Linked DNA regions of Mus musculus: region 2 is linked to region 1. The links are chromatin contacts, called in public HiChIP or PLAC-seq maps. All regions are on one chromosome and are shown on one strand. The core of a region is the stretch at or near the end of the contact, and the rest is flanking DNA. Distances in the headings are between cores, read along the strand shown. Region 1 holds the start of C530005A16Rik (RIKEN cDNA C530005A16 gene). Region 2 has its middle 4.8 kb from the start of Gm25137.

Region 1 (5,337 bases), core at 1,454-3,953:
CCGGATAGATTTCTGTCTACAATTCCTGAGAAAGCTGAATTCAGTGAAATTTGACAACACTGGTTTAGGTAAAGCCATTTTCAAAGTGTTGAATGCCAGCCAGTTTAACTAAATATTTGAAGACATTTACTCCTGGACCTGCTTTATAAAAGGAAAATAAATGCAGAAGAAATTCTAGTTGGCTAGTTTAAAGAAAAGTGGGTTTGGGTTAAGTTCTTTTTTGCCACACAGTATTTTAGGATCAAATGTAGTTGGCCACTGTTACAAGACCCCATTTAAAAAGCTGCAGGTCTAGAAGAAATTCAGTGTTTCAGTCAAAACTGGTGAGGACTCAAGTGCTCATTTTTATCCTTAACGCTGACAAAAGCCTCTTCTGTGGGAGGTGGGGGGTCAGCAAAGGCAGAACTGTGGGTGAAGAAGCTGGATTCCACAGATGAACTGGACACCTATAGAATATGAAAGATAGGGTTTTGTTTTTAAGCAAAACTTAAGACAAACGTTGGAGTTAAACTGAGGACAAAGTTTAATGAAAAGCAGGGCAAGTGTTCTTTTTCTGCCACATGGTATTTCATGGGTAGGTTTAAGGATTAATGTAGATACCTTAATTGGTATACACTATCTAATAGAAGCTGCTTAGCCTACAGGCTGACCAGAAGTGGACTCACCATTGGTGGGTACTGGTATTCATGGGCATTTGCTGGGTTGATCTCTGCCAATGTCTGGGCATCTGTATCTCTTGCATTTACCAGCCTCAGAAAGAGCTCAGCCTGGCCTGCCTAACAAAGGAAGTGGTACTCCATTGGAATCTGGGAGTATACCCAGTCTTTATCCTCTATACTTACCTGGGGAATCTCATTCCTCTGGGCAAGGCTGAGGCTGGTGTTAGGATAGACCCGAAGTGGGAGGCGCCAACGGCCCCTAAGCACCCTCAGATCTTGGTCAAATAGCAATAGTGAGGCCCAAGCCTTTGGTTGTGGTGCCCATGTAACTCCATGCCAGGCCTGTAGTTCACAGATCAAAGATACCAGTGGTGATGGAGGCAGCCTGTGAAACAAAATCACGTTCGAGTATTTAGCTGAAGTCCCTAGTTTGTTGTAGGGCTGCTCTTGGGCCCAGTGTACAGATCAGACCTAGTAAGGTGCAGCCTTTATGACCTATACCTACTAACCTGGGCACAGGCTGCTTGCTTGCTAGGATAGCACAGTTGCCCATAGGTCCAGGAGCTGAAGGTTGTGGCAAGCAAAGGGCTGGAGGTAATGCTGTGGTCCCTCCTGTATCTTGTCCATTCCGGGCCAAGCTGGTCATTAGCTGTACCCATATCCAAGAAGTGTCAAGGCCCCGCAGGAAGTCATAGAAAATGACAAGGCCAGCCCTGAAGAATACAAATCTATGTACACAGAGCCCCTAATTCCTCCACCCGGCCAGTACTTTAAGCCTGGATGGCGGTTGGTGGGTCTCCATAAATGTCAGCATTCAAAAATGCTGTGAAGGAGGGAGCAGGCCTCACCCAGGATCATAGGGTGCTGGACCTAGAACATCTGATGCAGGTAGGAGGAAGTGGAGATCCAGACCCATTTTTCTTGTCATGGTTCCATTAAGTATCTATTGTGGACAAAAGAGTTCAGTCCTACAGAACTGCAATCTGCCCATGATCCCCAAACTGCATGTCAAGCCAGCCATCAACCCCGAATGCTGTCTTTCTCACAGTCTTTGAAGTGCCATGGAAGTTCTGGGCTTTTGTGGAACTTGTAAGTTGTGGTATTGGGGGTGCAACCAGTGGAGGGAGGAGGGAGTTATCACACCTACTCAGGTGTCCGGGGAGATCCCTGGATCCTAGAAACAACAACAAAGTGGCTTGAGCTGGAGGAAGCAGCAAACTGAGTAAGTCAGAGGGAGTACAGGCTCATAAACCAAAGATACAAAGATAGCTGTATTGACAGAAACACGTTACAGACATGGACTTCATCCTCCCGACTTGGTCCCTTCACCCCTTCAGAGTTGGGTTCCCTGGGATTGTCTAGGGAGAGGCTGTATTTTTCACTGACCCCAGGGCGACAGACTCAGGACTTTCTGCTTCTGCAATGCCAGGATTTCTGCCTCCAGGAGCCTGTTTTCGGCTTCCACCGTTAGAACCTCCTCAGAGGCGGCACTTAGTTTTTCTGAGATGAATTAAAGTGATCTGTCAAGCATTATGTAGTAATCCAACTTTAAGGGTTTCTGCACAAGCCTGGATTTGTCATCTGGCAATGGGTTTTCCTTCCTTGGGCTTACGTGCCTCCCATTCTAGTGGTGCTCTCCCTCAAGCCCTTTTCTCCTTCCAACTCTAGGACCATCAGTGTAGAAACCCTCTATGATAGACCCTTTCGTTCACCCTTGCGGTTTTGCGACCGCTGCAATTCCAGGGCTGACGCTTCCACTTGCAGCTGCAATATTTTGTCCAGAACTTCTGGGTCCCGGCCTCCACCGTGCACGTAGGCTTCACGTAGGATCCTAGCAAGAAGGCAGCAGAAAGCGATCTCCCAGACTGAACAGACTCCCGATCCTGTCCACCCAGGGCCGGGGTCCTCACCGGATCTCTGCAGCCAGCGTTTCCGGGTTGAACCGCAGGGGCAGGTAACAGAATTCCACTGCCCTATGGGTGTCCTGCAGTTTTCTGGCGCAAGCAGATGATGTCACTGACCCGAGCCCAAGGCCCCGCCCGCACTCCTACCAAAGCTGGGCCGGCAACTCACCGAGGCTGAAGCTGGAGCGCCTGGAAATGCGCACCTAGCGTTTGCAGTGCTCCCCGGGTCCGGTTGGCCTCTTCCTTGAGTTCTCTGAGCTCGCGCTCCAAGTCGAATGGGCGGGGTAATCCTCCCTTGGGTCCCGCCACGCTGTGGAGGCGCCGTTTTAATTCTGAGGGACAAATGGGCAGAGTCAGGGTGAGTCCGAGCACAGCGACAGGGCCGAGTCCTTACCTCTCACCTTCGCCGCGACGCTCCAGCGCCCGGCTCTGTGCTTCTGTTTCTGCCATGCGTCTGGCGCGGGTTCCCTGCAAGACTCGCAGCCTCTCCCCAGGGCTCCCTGCAGTCTGGGAAGTGAGACCCTCAGTCGCTCGGGGACCTATTTTCTGTAGGGACAGCAACTGCACCTGCAAATAACTCGGACCCGCTATTTCTGTACTGGGTGATTTCCAGCATGTAAATCTCTACACATGTAAAGTTGAAGTTTGTAGTCATGATTGGTGTGTACCTCCTCTGTCAGCCTCTTTAGAGCAGATGTGCTGGCTTCCTGATCACGGCTCTTTTCTTGTGCCATGATCTGGTGGCGGGGAGGCAAAAAACGTAAGAATAATGATTGATGGAAAACCTACCCCTGGCCACTGGCGGCCCTTACCTTGGTGCCTCGTTTGATCGCGACTGAAGGCTGTGATTTAAGTGTTACCTCCGGAGTCAGCCGGCCAATGCAGAATCGTTTGGTGTGTGTGGCCAACAGAGCCCAGGAGCGGAAAACCATATCACAGGATTCACAGGATAAAAGTCCTGATTCCCCTGAGTAATCGGCCATGGAATGGAATCTCTTATAGACACCAGCGTCCTACAGAGGATGTGACAAAAGAGAAAAGGCGGACTGGACAGAAAAGAGAGAAAAGGGACAAAGAATAGACCAAGTCTGCTAAATCGCCAGGTCCTTCAAATGTATGTTTATGTTTGGGGAGGTGCCCTAGCTCCCTGGGCAGCGAGTACAGGCTTAGGCAGGCCTGGGCAATGTGCCTGGCCACCTTTGGGTGGGGCCCAGGTGTGAAAATGTCAGTTTGTTCCACCAATTACAGTGAGTTTGGCCAAGTATTTAATTAACTGCGGCTTTGACTTCATTGCCTATTTAGCCTCTGATAGGCAACTGTCATCTGTACCACAGCTGTTCTCTAAAATGGACAGATTTCAAGCTAGAATTCTCCACTGTAGGGAACATTTCCGCACAAGGTAAACCTCATATTAGCAGTATGTCTTTGCATAAACCCATCTTTTACAGAATTAACACACCACACAATGGAATAGTCTTTCTAATTCCCATTCTGGGACAGGAATGATCTGAACCTTTCCAGTAATGAGAACTGGGAGACCCGTTGGGGAGAATACAATTTGTCAGATGGATACTACTTGTGAGTTAAACGAGCTCTTTCTGCTGGTCAAGTTATCGTCACCTTTACACAGATCTGTAAAAGCAACGTTCATCCTCATCTCCTAGGCGAATCTATGCCTAAAATGTTTTCAGGCTCTGAGACTATTGAATAAACTCACTCTAGCTCTTCCTCAAAGCTGGCTGACTCAACTCAGCTGTTCTGTCTCAAAGTCCTCTCTGAACTGGTTCAAACCGGCTTCTCTTAGCTTCTCATTGAAGTGCTCTACTTGGTGAAGCTGCCTCTAAACTACACTCAACTGAACTAACTCCAAGATGGATTTTCCCTGCACTGCTCTTTTTTTTTTTTTTTTTAAGATTTATTTATTATATGTAAGTACACGGTAGCTGTCTTCAGACACACCAGAAGAGGGCGTCACGGATGGTTGTGAGCCACCATGTGGTTGCTGGGACTTGAACACTGGACCTTTGGAAGAGCAGTCGGGTACTCTTACCCACTGAGCCATCTCACCAGCCCCCCTGCACTGCTCTTAAGTAGCATTTCTTTCCTGAGTTGGGCTTTGCCCATCTGTGGAGAGCTTTGTGGGGCCACTTGGCTGGGATTTGACATTAGGCCAGGACAAGGAAGTAAGCTCAGGCAGGAATCTAATTTGGCTAGAACAAAGTAGTAGGCTTAAGGCAAGAATTTTACTTTGGGCTAGGACAGGGAAGTAGGCTCAGATATCTTGGTCATCCTGATAAGCACTTAGAAACAGTGAGCTTGGGAGTTTTATTGTCTTGCTTATTCTCCAGCCTAGAACTGATCTTATTATTTGCATGTAATTAAAATGATATAAAAGCAAATTGGGGGAAAAAAAATAAACCTACTTCAGCCTCAGACCTTGCTGAGTTCATACTACAATGAAAATTGCCTTTTTTCTTTTTAATCCTCGCTCCTGAGCTGATCTCTCTGACTCATTTGGTCAGATATTTCTGATTCATCACACTAAGGGCATGTCTGTATCCAGCGAGGTCATACAGACATCTATCTTTTGGATGTGATCCTTTTCAAGAGCAAACATGTTCCCTGATTAAAATTCGTCTACACAGATCCATGCACCTCATTTCTGAAGCAGCCTTTCCTCAGTAAGACAGAGCTGTTAAGGTAGTTCTCTCCAAACATCCAAAGAGGAGCAAGTTACACGATGTTTATGTGCTCTGAAACATTATATAAAAGGC
Region 2 (5,214 bases), core at 2,275-4,774, 71 kb before region 1:
TCTCAAACTCAAAGATCTCACCTGTTTCTGCCTCTCAAGTGTACCACCATGTTCAACTCCTATTTTTTTTTCTTTTTTAAAAAACATGGGCTGGTGAGATGGCTCAGTGGGTAAGAGCACCCGACTGCTCTTCTGAAGGTCCGGAGTTCAAATCCCAGCAACCACATGGTGGCTCACAACCATCCATAATGAGCTCTGACTCCATCTTCTGGAGTGTCTGAAGACAGCTACACTTACATATAATAAATAAATAAATCTTAAAAAAAAACATTTATTTAGTTTGTGTATGTGTGTGAATGCAGAAGTCAGAGACTACTCTTGCGAATCAATTCTCTTCTGCCACCTTGTGGGATCCAGGAGTCCAGCTAGGTCCTCCGGCTTTCGGGTAAGAACCCCTCCCTGACAAGCCATCTCTCTGGCTCTTTCTCTATTGAGGATGGAGAGATGGCTCAGTGGTTAAGCCTACAGTCCCCTCTTTTAGGGGACTCAGGTTGTGATGCCACACTAGGTGACTCTTTACCACCCACAACTCCACTACAAAAGACCCAATTCCTTTTGGCTTCCAAGGCATGCACACACACGTGCACCTATGCACGTGCACATACAAATGATTAAAAAATAAAAATAGAGGCTGGGGAAACCGCTCAGCATTAAGAGAACTTGCTGCTCTTGCAGCACTCACATGGCAGCTCCCAGATTCATAACTTCTGTCTGAGGGGATCTGACACTTTTATAACCTCTGTGGGCACTTACACTCACATGTGCACATACCTACATGCAGGCAAAACACTCACACACAGAATTTTTAAATCTTTTTTAAAAAATAAAAATATACAGAGAAACCCTTTCTCTAAAAACCAAAATAAAAAACCCCAACTAACCAACCAAACAAACAAACATAGCGGGGTGTGGTGTTGAGTGCCTTTAATTCCAGCACTCAGAAGGCAGAGGCAGGAGAGATTGTCTCTGTGAATTAATTGGAGGCCACCTGGTCTATATGGTGAGTTCCAGGCCAGCCAGGGCTACATGATGAGATCCTATCTCAAAAAAAGCCAAAGAATGAATTAAATATTTTTAAACTTTTAAAAAAGATTTTATGTATATGAGTACACTGTAGCTGTCTTGAGACACACCAGAAGAGGGTATGGAATCCCATTACAGATGGTTGTGAGCTGCCATGTGGTTGCTGGGAATTGGACTCAGGACTTCTGGAAAAACAGTCATCGCTCTTAACCACTGAGCCATCTCTCCAGCCCATTTTTAAACTTTAATTTAGAAAAAACAGCCTTATTGACCTATAATGGTTTGCATAAACTGTTCATTTTGACTTCCCTCCTCTCCTTATTTTGAAACAGAGCCTAACTTTGCCTGCTTGTATGTATGTGTACCACATCCATGCCTGGTGCTTTCAAAAGTAAGAAGAGGATTTTGGATCCTTTGGGACTGGAGTTAGAGATGGCTGTGAACCACCATGGAGATGTTGAGAACCAAACCTGGATCCTCTGGAAGAGCATCCTGTGTTCTTAGTTGCTGAGCCAACTCTCCAATTCTATGCGCTCTGTGTGTGTGTGTGTGGGGGGGGGGGGTGTTTGTGTGTGTGGGGGGGTGCGGGTGTGTGTGTGTGTATGTGTATACGCTGGAACCTGGCCTATGTGTGTCCAGATTTATACCCCCATGTGTGTTCTCATGGAGTCCAGAGTGGGATGTCAGGAACCTTCCGTTACCACTCTGAGTCTTATTGCTATGAGACAGGGTCTCTGGATGAACTGGAAACTTGTCTTTCTTGTCCTCTCTAGGTTGGCTGGCCAGTAAATCCTCATGATTCATACCCCCACCTCCAATCCTGTACCCCTTGGCACTTACAGCCCTGCCCAGCTTTATTCCAGCACTGGGATTTGAACTCAGGTCACAGCATTGCAGAGCAAGCAGTCTTGCCCACTGAGCCATCTTCCCAATCTCTCCTTTATTTTTTTATTGGATTTACTTAATTTTTTTCCTAAAGTCTTGTGTCTTCAGAGAGAATCATGTGCTAGTTACCTGTGGGTTTTTTGTTTGTATGGTTGGTAAATGTTTTTGTTTTTTTGTTTTTTGTTTTTTGTTTTTTTTTTTTTTTTTGCTTTTTGTTTTGTTTTGTTTGGTTTGGTTTGGTTTGGTTTGGTTTGGTTTGGTTTGGTTTGGTTTTTCGAGACAGGGTTTCTCTGTGTAGCCCTGGCTGTCCTGGAACTCACTCTGTAGACCAGGCTGGCCTCGAACTCAGAAATCCACCTGCCTCTGCCTCCTGAGTGCTGAGATTAAAAGCATGTGCCACCACCTTCCAGGGCTATGTTCTCTGTGTTAAAAGATTTATTTATTTTTGTTTTATTCATATTGGTGTTTATTTTGCCTACGTGTATGCCTGCATACCTTGTGCATGCATGCATTGCCCCTGAAGGCCAGAAGAGGGCATCTAATACTCTGGAATGGAGTTATAGGTGGGTCTTAACCCCCATATGGGTACTGAGAATTGAACTTGGATCTTCTGGAAGAACAATCACTAAGACATCTCTCCAGTCCTCCTTTCCCCTTCTCTCTCTCTCTCTCTCTCTCTCTCTCTCTCTCTCTCTCTCTCTCTCTCTCTCCCTCCCTCCCTCCCTCCCTCCCTCCCTCTCTCTCTCTCTCTCTCTCTCTCCTTCCTTCTTTTACAACATAATCTCCTGTACTCCAGGCTCGGTTGGACCTTACTATGAAGTAAAGGGTAACATTGGTCTTTATAGGGATATATCACTGAACATATCCAAGATTATTCAGTACCAAGTTTGAACCCAGGGCTTCACATATGCTAGGCTGCAGTCTGGCAACCAAGCTACAGCCCTGCCTTATTCAAACAGGTGTAGAATGTGCTGGAATGTAGGACCCTGCTTACTCTTTCACAGTTGGCATATGTTAGTCCTTCAGCCTAGATTGCTGCTGCTCCCCGGCTTCCTTAAACTCCCTGAGTGGCACCTGTTTATCCTTTCACATGGCAGTTATCATTAAATATCTGTCACCTGCATGAGTAAATCATGCTTTTATATATATGGTACTGAGGATCAAACTCAGGTTTTGTTTTTAGATTTTTGTGGTTGTTGTTTGTTGGTTTGTTTGTTTGTTTGTTTTCTCTGTGTAACAGAGCTGTGGCTGTCCTGGACTCACTCTGTAGATCAGGCTGGCCTCGAACTCAAGGAGGTATGCCTGCCTCTGCCTCCAGAGTGCACTACCATGCCTGGCTCCAGGCCTGACTCCAGCATTTCTTTTAAAAGATAGGATCTTTCTATTTATCCCATGCTTGCCTTGAATTTATAATGCTCTTGAAATTATGGCCAGGGGCCATATTGTCCAACTAACTCAATCACTTCTACCCACTTCTAACAGAGCACCCTTTGTGGGTGACATTCGCAATAGAAGTCTGTAAATTCAGGAAATGAAGTTAACAGAAGAAATCAGTACTGCCACATGACTCAGGCTGACTGCTTCCTTCTGCATTTTTTTCCCCTTTGCCTTGCCAGCTCTGCTCATATGACTCCCTCTCACTCCTTCCCACCTTCCAACCACAGACCAGTGATTTTAGCTGGCTGTAGTCTTCTTTCCACGACCTCACTTCAGCACTGATCTTCCTGTCTGAGTCCTGCCCTGGTATATCTTCTATGCCCTCAGCTGGCACTCCACACACAGGTGTGTGAATGTTTACATGTGTGAGCACACGTGCCTGCCCACATGTGTGCATTCATGTAGAGGAGGGGAGGGTGCAACCTAGCTCTAGAGTCCTGCATTGTTGGGCTAAGTTGCACTTTCAAGGGATAGAGTGGGAGAGGGGAAGTGACAATTCTACCCCAGACGCCTCTGCAGGAATCTACTCAATAACAATAAGTAATAACTACTATACTTAGTTCCCACTAGTGTTCTGGACTCTTTCCCTTGGTCCCAAAATATCTCCAAAAAGTGAAGGGGTTTTTTTTTTTTCAAATTTCTTTTTCTTTTTTTTGTTCTCTTTCTTTTTTCCCCTTTGGTTTTTTTGTTTGTTTGTTTGTTTTGTTTTTTGTTTTGGTTTTTCGAGACAGGGTTTCTCTGTGTAGACCTGGCTGTCCTGGAACTCACTCTGTAGACCAGGCTAGTCTTGAACTCAGAAATTCACCTGCCTCTGCCTCCCAAGTGCTGGGATTAAAAGCGTGGGACACCATGCCCTGCTTTTTTCTTTCTTTCTTCTTTCTTCTTCTTTTTTAAAAAAGATTTATTTATTATATGTAAGTACACTGTAGCTGTCTTCAGACACACCAGAAGAGGGAGTCAGATCTCATTACGGATGGTTGTGAGCCACCATGTGGTTGCTGGGATTTGAACTCAGGACCTTTGGAAGAGCAGTCGGGTGCTCTTACCTGCTGAGCCATCTCACCAGCCCCTCTTCTTTCTTTCTTTCTTTCTTTTAAAATATGAGTACACTGTATCTGTCTTCTGACACACCAGAAGAAGGCATCAGATTCCATTATAGATGGTTGTAAGCCACCATGTGGTTGCTGGAAATTGAACTTAGGACCTCTGGTAGAGTAGTCAGTGCTCTTAACTGCTGAGTAATCTTCCAGCCCCTACTTAATTTATTTTTATTTTTATTATTTAATATATTTATTTTGTGTTTTGGAGACAGGATTTTAAGATTAACCCAGGGTGGTCTCTAAATTGCATCGATCCTTCTATGTCTGCTTCCTGTATTTTTCTGAATTCATTCATTTTATGTAAATATGTGTTCTGTCTGAATGTCTGTCTGTGCATCACATATGAGTAGTGCCCTCAGCAGAGAGCATTAGATCCTCTGACACTGGAGTTACAAACGATTGTCAGCTGCCAACCCCCCCCCTTTTTTTTTAATCACCCATTGAGCTCAATTCGTGCTGCCCATGTGCTTATGGTCATAAGACCATCTACTACCATGTGTTAAATGTATGAAAATACACCCTTTAAAAAAGCTGACACTCCTTTTCCAAAAACCATCAACTGTCAATAGTTCTTCAGTTTGGAGTGGTGCTTACAAGTCTCTTCACACTAGAGTGACTCAATCTTATGCTGACGGTCACAGCTGACAGCTGCTGTGGGTGTGCTGCTTCCTTCCAGGAGGAGACACTGCTTTGTTCCACTCCTCCCTGACTACTATCTCTGAACAACCTACTCCCCTGTTCCTCCAGCTCCAGTGGGTCCGACATCCTC

Evidence for each region. HiChIP or PLAC-seq counts read pairs in DNA pulled down with a chosen protein or histone mark.
Region 2: an H3K4me3 HiChIP or PLAC-seq map of the SCID.adh cell line shows a contact between it and region 1, with 18 read pairs. The contact joins the enhancer-like site here to the promoter of C530005A16Rik in region 1. A contact is called at or near these places in 7 of 39 promoter capture datasets (the C10 cell line, the HPC-7 cell line, cranial neural crest and 3 more), 1 of 15 datasets of contacts at CTCF or cohesin (the NIH/3T3 cell line), 2 of 484 Hi-C or Micro-C datasets (female germline stem cell-derived STRA8 germ cells and forebrain), 8 of 115 datasets of contacts at active chromatin or transcription factors (CD8 T cells, the SCID.adh cell line, bone marrow-derived macrophages and 1 more) and 3 of 9 other capture datasets (adipose tissue, liver and pancreatic islet).

The regions. Positions count from the first base shown.
Region 1 is chr4:116,594,996-116,600,332 of GRCm38.p6, reverse strand. It overlaps C530005A16Rik (RIKEN cDNA C530005A16 gene), which reads left to right and starts at 2,703. Exons shown (of 3, transcript NR_029450.1): 1 at 2,703-4,491. It overlaps Ccdc17 (coiled-coil domain containing 17), which reads right to left and starts at 3,603. Exons shown (of 13, transcript NM_001037916.3): 1 at 3,376-3,603; 2 at 3,232-3,300; 3 at 2,965-3,070; 4 at 2,733-2,895; 5 at 2,570-2,653; 6 at 2,372-2,490; 7 at 2,046-2,159; 8 at 1,706-1,833; 9 at 1,508-1,602; 10 at 1,169-1,372; 11 at 843-1,044; 12 at 666-776; 13 at 67-446. The coding sequence starts at 3,546. The coding sequence ends at 315.
Region 2 is chr4:116,666,706-116,671,919 of GRCm38.p6, reverse strand. No RefSeq gene overlaps it. Among named protein-coding and RNA genes, the nearest start is that of Gm25137, 4.8 kb to the left of the region's middle. Within about 2 kb of position 3,524, at least 102 of the 459 cell types and tissues checked have an H3K27ac peak or open chromatin away from gene starts, as enhancers often do. A contact at or near this core is called in the NIH/3T3 cell line, the SCID.adh cell line, adipose tissue and 2 more, where this site is marked.